2 separate regions of the Triticum aestivum genome follow, and region 1 is linked to region 2. A link is a contact called in public Hi-C data. All regions are on one chromosome and are shown on one strand. Each heading gives the region's core, a stretch centred on a gene start, on an enhancer-like site or on the middle of the called end of the contact. The rest is flanking DNA. Distances are from core to core; before and after follow the strand shown.

Region 1 (3,884 bases), core at 5-2,504, 550 kb before region 2:
TAGGCCACGAGAGGCGGAGGTGCCTTGTGTCCCATGTGGGCCGGTCTGTCTCCCTTGTTCTACTCTTCCTCGCCGGAGACTGCACCTTCACTTCATCAGCCTTATCGTCGGTGCTCATGGAGACGACAGATGAAGAAGGACACGGGCTTGGACACCGGGCGCCGATGCCGTAGGATAGGTTTAGGGGCGGGCTTTTTTTGTTGTAAATGTTCTAAATGTAATGAAATCCGTCATGTTTGTATAAAATCCGGCCGTGTTTGCATGAATTTCATCCGGTTTGTTGAAAAAATAGTTTGAAATGTATAGCGTTGAATGTTGTCCTCCCGCATCCGTGTACGCTGACTGGTCCCTCTGTTCACGGACGGATGTGGAAAAAAATATTACGGGTTGCCGTTCGAGATGCCCCTAATGACCATAGATAACAAAGATATCATTTTTGTCAAAAGAAAAATATAGCAAAGATGTTTACAACAGGCCCCTGCCTATAACAAGTGAAAGGTTAGGTCAGCAGTTCACCCACCAAAACTCACACGCTAATCTACTCCCACCCGTCTGGCTGTCCTCCAAAGATTAAACTCAGCCAGGATATTACAAACAGGCTAAATTGCAACTTTCCCAGCATTATCGTCGATATCTTGTTCAGTGACGTTGTCTAGCCCAGAATCCACAAACTGCTCTAAAACATCAGTTGAGGACGACGCAATCACTACGACGACGATTCCACGAAACAAACACAACCAGTGTCGGACTCGGCATCAGATGCTTCCCTTCCGACGACCAAGCCTCCGCCACCAGCCGCCGCGCGGCCGTCCCTTCTCTTCCTGGCCCCCAACCAGCGCCGCCGGAGCTGCCGCCGAGCCTCCACCTCCACGGCGCGCTGTTTCCGGCCCCGCTGCTGCAGGACCTTGCCGCACGAGTCGCAGGAGACGAACTCGCCCTCCATCCTGACGCGGCGGAGGCCGCCGCAGTGGCCACACGCCATGAGGGCGCCCGTGGCCGCCACGCACCGCCCGGACATCGTCATCTCTACCACGTACGGAGGCGCGCGCGTCGGGGGCGCCGCTGCTTGGGGGGTCGATCGGCCGGATTCGTCAGCGCATCCTTGTGCTCGATTGCTCGGGTCCCATTTCGTGAATTATGGTAGCGTATATGTAAGGCGAGGCCCCGAACCGAGTCGGATAGGAAACCCGACGCGTTTTAGTTGCCAGGATTGCAGGTATCTTGGCAGCCAAGTTCATTCTTTTCTTATAAAAAAGACCAGAGTGGAAGGAAGGATCGAGAAATAGGAAGAGTAGATCACACGTAACCTAGTATGCAGCGTAGGAAGACCAGCGTTATTTTATCCGGAAAGGGGTGGCGGAAGCAAGGCTATGTCGGTCTGGACTTCACTTCCCACTCGGATCGCTCGTATTTTCCAACAAGCATGAAAATCGCACGCAATATTCTCTCCGGTGCAACGTCTCAACCCCACTTGAAACAGAAACATATACTCCAAAATTAATTAAAAAAAACTTATGCTAACAAAATGTTGTAAAATGCTCGTACATGAGCCGGGATTTTGTTGACTACACCAATAGTCGATTTGAAGTCAGGCACACCGTGTAGGCATTCCACCTTATAATATTCCACGTGCTCGACATTCACAAAGTCTGCGGGACACATCTAATTTATCATTTGCACTAGTTCCAAGTCTATGATTCCCAAATGTCAGTAGTTGCTACTGTCCCAGTGACGAAACTCAACGCTGACATAGTGACATTCATGACAAGGTTCAAATTGCTACTGTTGAAATTTACAGCGAGCAAACTGGTATTTACTCTCACTGGATATAGCAACATCACAACATGCTTTCATGCGTCCCGTCGCTCTATTTATGTGATACATCTACAATTACCTCCTATTTTCCAGCAGAGGTTCGACAAGGTTCACCTGTTTTGATGGGTTTGAATCACCTTCAGTAGCAGGCTTCTTCAAAATTCCAGCAGGCTGTCCAGCCTGCCCTTGCCGGCTCTGCGTTCCCTGCAATGAAAGCTAATTTAACATCTTTTCGCCTTCGCCGAAGATGGACCATCGGAATAGCAATTATTGAGAGAAGGAATAGGGTGAGACACTATCATGTACAATTGTGATTCATGAGTTAATACATGTCAGTAGGAACCTTTCCTACTGTCTTTGAAGGTTAAAAAAAATAGCAATTATCATAGAAGCAAGACTAACGATTATATATATATTTAAGATAGGACTAAATTACAGTCTATTTAGCAAAGAATGTGTTTTATGCGCAACAATATAAGTTCGAGTAAGACTGATTTCTACAGATTTTGGCAATTCCAACTTAACAGTTCATATATCACAAAAGCTTACGAAATAACTTTCACCAAACATTCAGTGTAACCAGGAAAAGAATGCCCAACGAGCATATGGGTAAAGAATGAAAGAAGATTAACATTGCCAACAGAAATTTATATCAAATTTAACTTTGTACGCTATAATTACTTTTGGAAGATGCAGTATTTTGTAGAGGTAGACTCCTAAAGAATCGCCACAACTCAGATGCTAGCTAGAAGCCTATATAGGAAACTGAACTCGAAAGTGAAAACAACGAAAAGACAAAGGATCTACTTTGGGCATTTAACTTCGCCTCAACTCCACCTTTGGTCCTAAACTTAAAAACCATCTGAAACAGACCTTAAACACCAAAACTGTCTGCTTTAGCCCCTTGACCAATTCCGAGGCTGTTTAGAATGGGGATGGTGCATATTGTACAAAAAAAAAGATCAAAAACTGCACAAGAAGACCAAGATTATAGTCATATCTTGTTTCATAAGTATACCGTTTTAGTACTTCTGTTGTTAAAGTGCACATACAATCATATTTCAACCAGTTTCCTACACGTAATAATATTTTACCATGTACTAGTATCAGGATTTGTTTAAAGGCACATGTACTCATATCTAAATGAGAGTAGATGGAGAAGGGAGGAGAGGACCCCCATCAACACTTCCACACATGGTAAGTTAAAAAATGCCACTTACGGAAGCCTTTTGAGCAGTTAATCTTCTAACTGATGGAGCCCTTGCAACTGATGACGCGGCAGCAGCAGCAGCTACCCGGATCCTGCAAGGAATATAATTCATTTTTGTGCATATAATATACTCAGCAGAAGTTGAAGAATGCAGCTTGTAGCAAGCAGTTCCTCTAAAGATGAGACAATACCTTTTATGAACATCAACATATTCGTCGGTTTCATCCACTATCTCTTCCTGCAAAATCAGAAAACTCAAAATGGTGAGAGATTAAAAAGATGTTTGAATCAAAATTACGAACTGCATAAATGCCTCCAATTGGGATGATTATCGTCTTAGGATAGATTTCAAATAACAAAGGATAGGATTTTTTTTTGCTAAATAGCGAATGAAGCAACCTCCAGAAATTTTATAAGATTCAATTCATCAGACCAAGCAATCTGCGTATAAGTAGATGGTCAAGAGGCAGAGTATATGCATGACAGAACTATCTACAGACATCATAATCCTCTAGAGGGTTTTTTCCCTTGAGCCGGGGCAAATGAATTGGCCCGACTGACCATGGGAGTCTTAGTTTGGTCATGGTTGAGTGTTGGTCGTGCTTATTCTAGCTGAAATAGTGGGGTGTGTGAGTGCTGTTATACTCTATAATCATCTAGGGGTAGTAACTCATAATAATAGGGATGTGTGCATCATCGTGATGCAGAGGGCCAGGGTTTTCCCGCTTGTCGAAAAAAGACTTTACTCGTAATATTGAGTCAAGAAGATAAGGTAACAAATCTGTTTGGTTTTGTCTTTTCCTGATCCAAACCATACAAGTAAATATCCATGCTCTATGCTTCCTTTCAGATACTCTTA
Region 2 (3,611 bases), core at 249-2,748:
AAATTTATATGGTCGACTGATGTTCCTCCCTCAGTTCGTAATTTCGCATGGCGGGTCGCTACAAACTCTCTGCCTACATGGAGTAACAAGCATACAAGAGGGCTGGAAACTAGTGATTTGTGCCCTGTGTGTTCGATAGAGTCTGAGGACTGCTTCCATGCACTATGTCGCTGCACCCTTTCCAGAGTTCTCTGCGATGCTATGGCAGAAGTATGGACTCTTCCGAATATTACTACCGTGCAGAATACAGGTGTCGAGTGGCTACTGCACGCTCTTGCTCCTCTGCCAGATATTGAGCGTTCGATGCTTCTCATGACATTGTGGAGGGTGTGGCACATACGCAATGAGATTGTCCATAATAAATCCCCGCCACCCATGGAGGCTTCTCAAAGGTTCTTGATGAGCTACTTGGATTCTCTAATTGGCATTAAAACTGATCTAATTGCTGATCCTAGCAAAGGGAAGTCAATCATAACATATATTCCAGTTCGGCCAGATGCGGTAATGATCGTAGCAGACCCCAAGTGGTCTGCTCCTAAGCCCTGCTAGGTTAAGTTGTGTACTGATGGTTCATTTGCTGTTGATGGATCGGCTGGTGCCAGAATGGTGTTAAGAGACGACAAGGGAGCCATCATCTTTTCTTCCTGTAGGCAATTATTTTCTTGCCAGGATGCACTTGAAGCTGAATTATGTGCATGCATGGAAGGTTTATCTTTCTCCATCTAGAGAAGCGAGTTACCAGTGCAGATCGACATGGATTCTATAATTGCAGTGAAATTGATCCAGGCTTCACAGGTTGACAGATCGGTATATTCGTCCATCATCAAGGAGATTAGATATCTTATGTCTCTACGTGAAAATTGTATTACTCATGTAAGTCATAGCCAAAATAAAGTTAGTGATAGCTTTGCTAAATTTGTTCGTAGTGAGGATAGAACCATGACTTGGTTAGGTTCTAGTCTTCCTGAGGCTTTGGAACTAGCTGCGATTGATTGTAAGGACTTTGGTGGATGAGTAATACAAATTTCTACCCGCAAAAAAAAAATGTGGTCTACTCTGCGGCTCTGAGCTAAGTGATGGCCAACTCCAAACGAGCACGACGAGAAGGGAATTAAGCGCCGTGCCGCTGCCGCGAGGGGACTCGTCATCTTTCACCGTGCCGGGAAAGGAGTGTAGGATTGGCCCCATCATCGGCCACGCTGGAATCTGGATCACCTTTGCAATCTGGAGGCGGAGCCGTTCCATCGTTCCATCTCCAATCCAAACAGATATCTGTTCCGTTCGGGTCAGAGTAGTTATCCTTCCACAAAACTGAAAACCGCTCGGGTCAGAGCTGCTCTGCTTTCGCCCGGGACAGCCGCACCGGCCAACAACGCATCCCCACCGTCCGATCAGAATCCTGGCGCCGGGCGCGACCCCAAGAGCTCCCAGATCCAACGGCCCCCGCCCGCGCGCGCGCGCCTCGTCGTCGTCTGCAGCAGCCCGCGTCGCGTGCCACCCCCGAACCACATCGCGGCAAAACAGAACAGAACCGAACAGGAATCGCTCTCCTGCTCGGATTAAAGCCGGACCCCTCTCCCAAGATCGCCCGCCCCATCAAATCCCTCTTCCCAAAGCCCTCCCAGCAGAGCAGCCAGCGCCCGCCCCGAGACCCCAGCTAACCAATCCAGCCACCACGGGCGCCTTTCCGTCTTTCCCCGCCGGCAACGGCATGGACCCAAGCCGCAAGCACGGCGCCACGGGCGCCTCCTCCTCGTCTTCGTCCGCCGGCGACGCCGACGGCACGCACCCTGGCTGCAAGTACGAGGTCCGCTCGCCGCCCCCCTCGTGACCTAGCGTGTTCGATCGCCTTTGCATGTTCGGTATGGATACGAGTTCGATCCTAACGAGTTCGATGGTCCTTCGCGCGCGTTGCAGGAGGAGGCGAGGATGACGGGGGACGCGCTCCTCGTCCTGGACGGCCTCGTGCAGGTGTTCCCGCAGGTGAGTCCGTGACTGCCAACCCGCGATTGATCTTTTCTTTTCTGCAAGAAACTTCGTAATCGACGCCCGTTGGATTGGTTGTACTTGTACAGCCGATGATTTTTTTACAGTAAAAAAAAACTGCCGACGAGTTCGTCGGTTTAGTTTCACACATTGCTGATCTGTCGAACAAATCGTGACGGGTTCGTCGGTTGTGTTTCACTGAACTGCGTAGGTGTACGCTGCTGATCGTGTGCGTGTATGCCTGCGTTTTTCGTGAATGAACGAAGGGCTGCTCTGCGTTGACACACAGATGCTTAAAAATTATACCAATGCAAAACGTATGGTGTTCTTTTCTTAGTTTGCAGGACATATGTATGTGAACCAATGGCTTTGGTTGATCTGCTTTCACCTTAATTTCATGCCATACGCATGGCACGAAGAAGTGATCTGTTTTTCTCAAACACTAGAGAATTTGATTGAAGTACGCATGCATTTCAATTCTTTCTGCAATATCGTTCTCTAGTCTTGGTGAGAGTTTTTCTGGGTCCGTGATTTTTGTAGTAAAGCCTAGGCAAAACTATTTTTCATTAACCAATTAACAAAACCCAAGTAATGAATGGAATTGTAGATCTTACCACATTTTTTCTATAGAATTGATCAAACCTAAGCAAAAAAAAAAAAACTTGAGCAAGTTTGACTTAAGAGAAACCTAGAACTTCAATTATTTTGGAATGAAGGGACTAGCTGTTAAAAATTATTATAGACCTACGAGAAACCTAGAACTCCAATTATTTTCTATAGAACGGATGGAGTTACTGTATGAAATTGGGAATGCATTTGTTGTTGTTAAAAATTATTATAGACCTGGCACGCCACTTACTAACACACACTGCCACATCCCCACTTTTGACTATGCAGGTTAACTTCTCAACACTGATAGAAGTTTCCATCTCATTCAATGGAGATGCTGATGCAGCAGCAGATTATGTTATCCATAATGTCCTTCCAAATAGTACAGCAGATGACAATAATGCAAGCATGAATGACGATTCAGATATTCATGGTAAGATTTCTTCCTTCCTCATTACTTCTTGTTTTCATCTCAAAACACTTCTTTGTGTTGACAAAATCCTTTCTCAGGGCAGCATCAGGTATTTAGTGACACAAACACTAGTTTCACGATCCCGCCAGTGGATGATGGTACCATTCCAAAATCTGTACAGTTTGATGCTATCAATGAAAATTCTGCTGAACATGGAGAAAACTCCATGGGAGAACAATTGATGCAGTCACCTGCTGCAGCATCAACATCTGGTCAGGACGTTCTACCTGAAGAAATTGATTCTGATTCTGTGCTAGCTGGAGCGCAGAACTCAGTTGTCGATCATGAAGTGGCTCATTCTGAAAACGAGCAGAAAGAAATGAATTATCCTGACCCCGCTACTGAAGATCACCGTGATGAACAAATACAATGCTCATTTTCTGACGAAAACCAGGCCGAGCCAACTTCTGAAGATATTTCTACGCTGCATGGTGATGATTCACCTGATATGAACATGCGATCAAACTATTCCGTTATTCCTGAGTCCATTGATGATGCAATCTCTGCTGAAAACTGCAAGAAGGTAAAAGTGTTTCCTTTTCAT

Evidence for each region. Hi-C and Micro-C count contacts between places; a contact is called where the count stands out from the background.
Region 1: a Hi-C map of leaf shows a contact between it and region 2, with 2.4 times the contacts expected there. The contact joins the promoter of LOC123181919 here to the promoter of LOC123169649 in region 2.

Annotation. Positions count from the first base shown.
Region 1 is chr1D:342,533,042-342,536,925 of IWGSC CS RefSeq v2.1, reverse strand. It overlaps LOC123181919, which reads right to left and starts at 1,254. Exons shown (of 1, transcript XM_044594328.1): 1 at 429-1,254. The coding sequence starts at 1,024. The coding sequence ends at 707. LOC123181918 (DUF21 domain-containing protein At4g14240) reads right to left here. Exons shown (of 12, transcript XM_044594326.1): 11 at 3,036-3,263; 12 at 1,589-2,019. The coding sequence ends at 1,891.
Region 2 is chr1D:341,984,538-341,988,148 of IWGSC CS RefSeq v2.1, reverse strand. It overlaps LOC123169649, which reads left to right and starts at 1,498. Exons shown (of 9, transcript XM_044587529.1): 1 at 1,498-1,807; 2 at 1,918-1,983; 3 at 2,884-3,028; 4 at 3,111-3,590. The coding sequence starts at 3,008.